Linked DNA regions of Mus musculus: region 1 is linked to region 2. Evidence: chromatin contacts called from public Hi-C data. All regions are on one chromosome and are shown on one strand. Each heading gives the region's core, a stretch centred on a gene start, on an enhancer-like site or on the middle of the called end of the contact. The rest is flanking DNA. Distances are from core to core; before and after follow the strand shown.

Region 1 (2,700 bases), core at 67-2,566, 3.0 Mb after region 2:
ATATGTTTCTTTTTATAGGTCAACACAGTTTCATTGATACTTGAAGTCTAATAAAAAGTGGTTACTTTTTTTTTTTTTTTTTTGGTTTTTTGAGACAGGATTTCTCTGTATAGTCCTGCCTGTCCTGGAACTCACTCTGTAGACCAGGCTGGCCTTGAACTCAGAAATCCGCCTGCCTCTGCCTCCCGAGTGCTGGGATTAAAGGTGTGCGCCACCACGCCCTACTTTTTTTTTTTTTTTTTTTTTTTAAGGGATGCTACGGCAGCTACAACACACTGAATTGATTCCATCTGGTGACATAGGGGGCTGAATTTAACCAAGGTTAAAGGCCAACAGTGGTCAAAGACACGCCCCCACATCATCAACAAAAGCATCATACATATCTGGGTTCCAGAGGACAAACTAAAAAGCATAAGGCAGAAATCATTGAGTCTCAAGAGGAAAAATAAATAAATAAATAAAGTTTATGGAAAGGATTAAAACAGTTATTTGTTGTGCATATTTTTGGATACAGTAGTGTGTGGGGTGGTTCTGAGTTAGAAGGGACCCCTAGTAGGTGAGGCTAAAAACTTGCAGAGTCACCTGTTGAATTGTAGACAATGTTTCTATTTGGTGACTAAAACACTTACTCAATGCCCCTTGTTCCCCGGCCCATGGAAAAACACAGGGTAGAAAAGTTGAACTCTGAAGAACAGTAAACAGCTGCAAGCTGCTGCTACCCTAACCCCACACAAGGAGCCTACTGTGCAGTGTGGTGCAATGAGTGGATCAAGGCTCTTCAGAAGAGTTAAGCGACCCACACAGCTTCAGTGAGGCTGACTTCACGGAGACCTCTCACAGTCCCTTCGCTTGGCTTCTGGGCTCTGACATCAGTCCCCGGGAGAGGATCCCGGGAAAGAAGAGCGACAGCGACCAACTGCACTCTCTGCTCAAGAAGAGTTCTCGGGAGTTGCACCCCTAGCCCAGGGCGCCTGCGCTCAGCAGCTACGGGCGAGCCAGACCCGGGAGTCGGGGTGGACGAGCCGCTCGGGGCAGCTTGGCCCTTAAATCCGGGGCCCGCGACCCGGTCCTGTCCTGTCCTGTCCTGCCCGGTCCCCGGCCACTTTCCAGCGCGCGCGCGCGCCCGCTGCCGCCCAACGCAGGACCGAAGAGGCTGACCTCGGGGGTCCCCGGCCCAAGGCCACCGCGCTCACAGAGCCTCCCTGTCAGGCGGAACCTCACCTCTCAAGCGTGGGGCCACAGGGGAGGCCCAGCTCCACCCGTTCCTCGCTGCGCTTCCGGCTCCCGCCTGGACTGTTAAACTTGGGCGGCCGGAAGTCCCGCCTCGCATGACGTCACGGGAAAGGCGGTGCCCCGAGCGCTCAGCCCGCGGGGGTGCTGGGTGGCCTCCCACCCTGGGGCGGTGCAGAGGAAGATATCCTAGCCTGTAGCTACTGCTCCTTTATCACTCATTTGTTTGCTGGCTACTGTGTGCCAGGCGCTGAGTTAGGCTGTGGGTGTGCACTTACTGTGTTTAGCTTGAAGGGACAAGAGGTCAGTCAACACGCAGGTTCCCTAGCCTGCTGGAGATTACAGTCTAGTTAGGAAGTTAATATTAACACTTCTGTAGGGAAAGGGAAGGCAAGAATAAAATGCCAGGCAGTGGCGGTGCACACCTTTAATCCCAGCACTAGGGAGGCAGAAGCAGGCAGACTGCTGAGTTCTAAGCCAGCCTGGTCTACAGAGTGAGTTCCGGGACAGCCAGGGACTACACAGAGAACCTCTGTCTTGAACAAAACAAAACAGAAGAATAAAAGATGGGGAATTCACGGGCAACTCTCAGTTCCCACAAAAAAAGGTGTCACAGTTATCACAAAGAAGAACGCTCATAATAAAGGCAATTAACATGGTTGGTTTAGGAGAGGATTACTTGAGAGGAAGCCAAGAAAAGCTGCAGGTTAAACATCTAACTTCAAAGGGGTGTGGTGGTACAAGCCTTTAATCCTAGCACTCAGGAGGCAAAGGCAATGGGATCTCTGTGAGTTCAAATCCATCCTGGTCTACTGAACGAGTTCCAGGACGGTTATACAAAGAAACTCAGTTTCAAAGAGGGGAGGGAATGGAGAGGAAATTGTGGCAGGAGTGGGAGAAGGAAAGGAGGGGAAGAGAAAGGAAGGGGTGGGAGGGAAAAGGAGGAAAGCAGAGGAGAGGAACATCTAACCCAAAACGAACCCTAACCCTGAGAACAAACCCAGTAGTGACTTCAGCCTCTGAGCTAGCCATCTTCACATCCGCAGCTTCACATGCTGCTGTTCAGGTACATGAACACCAACTCAGTGGTTTTTTGGTTTTTTTGTTTTTGAAGGAAATGTATTTCATGGTAGAAAGGGGCCAATGAACTGAGTTTTCCCAACATTCCTGCTAAAAGATTGCTCTGTTGAGAGTTCTTACTTCCATCACTGATAGCATGTTCCTATGGAAAGTGTTGCTCCTTTGTCCCAGGTGCACACCGGATGTGTTTCTCAACTGGATACATAATGTCCCAGTTATCTGAACCCATATCAAAAACAACTGGAAACCTAAGAAGTGCCAATCCCCACCTCCCCTAGGAGAAAAAGAAGTCTCTCCAGCTTCTGGAAGCTGGTGAGGAACAACCATAAAATGAAGACGGGGAGCAAGCAGTATATGCCTTGTGTAATCTGCAGCTGCTTTTGGTGTTAT
Region 2 (2,700 bases), core at 57-2,556:
CTGTCCCCGAAGGGCTGACATTACAGACCCATGTGTCACTACACCCAGCTTGGTTCCCTTCAAACAGCTCAGATTGCTTTCATCCTTGCACAGTATTTGTGTTAGCAGATTCTTGTTACCCTGGCATGCTTCAAGCATTGTGAACTCTAATGCTGCTTCTTCCCACCTCAAATGGCTACACTGTCTCTCTCTCCCACCTGTTTATGAAATATTTTAGTGATTTATATCTTTTTCAAAACCTGCTTCTACAACAGGTGGCCAGACAATATGGCCCAGACACACCAACAGTACCTACTAGGGCCCCTACCAAACCATCCCTAAGGGCAGACACTATATTTTAAAGATGATTAAAAGTGAGGTTAACGGCTGAGAGAGCTGGCTTAGCAGACAATACACTTGCCATTCAATCATCAGGACTTGAACTTGAGTCTCCAGAATTCACATGAAGCCAGAAGTCTGTAATCCCAGCACTCTTTAGGCAATATGGGAGAGGCAACAAGAGACCAACAAGAGGATCCTAGGAACCAGGTAACCTGGAGTACACAAGTAGCTGTTGAGGAAGAGATAGAAGAAAGTGAGGCACTACACCCAGGGCTGTTCTCTGACGTCCCCTTGTGTGACCAAAGTCACATTCATACATGAAGTGAAACTAAAGCTGAAAACAATCTTTCCAAGTTAACATAGCTAGAAAATATTAGAACCAGGACTTCATTTTGGGCATTCCATTTCAAAATTTCTACTAAGTGTGTCTATGTGTGTGTGTGTCCAGAGGATAACTTTCAAGGGCAGTTCTTTCCTTCATGGTGGTTTGGTCATCAAGTTCAGATCATCAAGCTTGCTTGACAAGTACTCTTGCTGGCTGAGAGCCATCTCACTGGCTCTAGACTTTCTAACTTCTAGGTCTTTAGGTATATTCGGTTAAATATGACATGCTGTCAATTTTACTTCCTTTAAGGTTAGACCAACGAATGGAAACATTAAATTACAGCCGTTAGTCTAAGGGAAGGATCTTGGTAAAAGAAACTGAGATTAAAAAGCTGAAATGGCCAAAAGAATAACATAAACAGAGCTACTTGTAGAGCAGAAAGTTGAGTTCGGAGGAAATGAAGAAGCAAGACTAGGATGTCAGCGAGAGAGGCACAGACAAGATGAAAGGGATGAAGAAAAGATGAAAGCCCAAGTACCAACTAGGAAAGGGCAGCGGAGGACCTAGTGGGAGTCCGAAGTAGGCAGGGCTGAAGATTCCCGGAACTCCCACAGGTCCCGCCCACCTCGAGCTCGCTCCGCCCCCCCGACTCCTCTCCCCGCCCCCGGTCTCTTAGGTGATGCTGCAGCCAAGATGGCGCTGGCGGCGGCCGCGGCGGCCTGAGCGTCATGCTTCGGGCTCTCGGCGGCGGCTGCGGCGGCTGTGGCCTCGGCCAGGCCCTCGAGTCTCTTCTGAGAGTGATCTCTCCGGCGCTTCTCCTCCGGGCCGGTGAGGCGGGACCGAAAGAAGACTGCCGCGAAGTGAGGAGGCTGTGAGGAGCGACAAGAGAGCGGCGCTCCAGCCCGGCGGGCACCATGGCTGGGATCATCAAGAAACAGATCCTGAAGCACCTCTCCAGGTCAGCGAGCGCTCGGGGCCGGTCCCGTCCGCTGGCCGCCGGTTCTCGGGTCCAGGTCGCAGGTTCGGGCTCTGCCGGTGCCGCTGGCGCCCCCGACCGGCCTCCGGAGTCACGCGGAGGGCGGCGGGGCTCGGCGGGCCGGGGTCTCCTCCTCCGCCGGGGGCCGCTCCTGCGCCGAGGCTGGTGACGTCCCCGGCGTCACTCAGGTGCTGGGTGGATGGGGTTGGGCTGGGACCCGGTCCGGCTCGGAAGCTCCCGGGGCTCGGAGCCGAGCGGCTCCGTTAGCCGAGGACTGGGGTGTGTGTGTGCCAGTGAAACGTTAACCTTGGGATTGTTCTCGGTGCCCCCTACCTGGCGTCCCCGCTCCGCTGCACGGGAGGGTGTGCTTGTTTGCACAGTTCGGATTTGTTTTAGGGGAAATTAAGCAGGACTTCTCCGCTTCGGCCAGTTCTCCGTGGAAGTCGTTTTCAGTCCCGCATCGCGTTCGTTCTTGCTGCAGAGTTTTCCGATTTTGTTCCGCGACCCTTGAGTTCAGGGAGTTAACGTCCCTGGTGTTTAAACCCCAGACGTGTCACTCTTTCCATTTCATAACACAGTTTTAGTCAGAAACATGACTCAGTAAACTGGCAGTTTGTTACTGCTCTTGGCTTCTCCATATTTGTCTCAAGAAACAGGCTAAATGTAGGACCCTGTTCCAAGTTGGTGACAGAGAATTAAAAGCTCTTGGTTAGGATCTCTTTCTCTCCTCTGTTATTTGTAAGTTAATGAATGCTTTTAACTGATTAAAGGAACGTTCTCAGGTTTAATGATAGACTTGTATAGTAAACATGTCTTCATTTTCTGGATATGTGTGTGTGTGTGTGTAATACATATATATATATTACAGTTGAGAACATATTGAACAAAACAATACTATGATTCAGCAGATATTTTCCTGACATTATATCTTTATATTGAATAAAATTTAATACACACAGTATGTATACATAAAGTATCAAACTATAGCAAAGTTTGTGACCGTGTGTTTGGTTCTTAGTATCACTAATTAGAGAGAGAGAGAGAGAGTGAGTGTGTGTGTGTGTGTGTGTGTGTGTGT

What was found. Hi-C and Micro-C count contacts between places; a contact is called where the count stands out from the background.
Region 1: a contact with region 2 is called in a Hi-C map of B cells, with 6 read pairs. The contact joins the promoter of Nedd1 here to the promoter of Uhrf1bp1l in region 2. A contact is called at or near these places in 2 of 39 promoter capture datasets (liver and pre-B cells) and 1 of 484 Hi-C or Micro-C datasets (B cells).

Annotation. Positions count from the first base shown.
Region 1 is chr10:92,721,102-92,723,801 of GRCm38.p6, forward strand. Nedd1 (neural precursor cell expressed, developmentally down-regulated gene 1) reads right to left here and starts at 1,317. Exons shown (of 15, transcript NM_008682.2): 1 at 1,222-1,317.
Region 2 is chr10:89,743,685-89,746,384 of GRCm38.p6, forward strand. It overlaps Uhrf1bp1l (UHRF1 (ICBP90) binding protein 1-like), which reads left to right and starts at 1,307. Exons shown (of 21, transcript NM_029166.2): 1 at 1,307-1,604. The coding sequence starts at 1,561.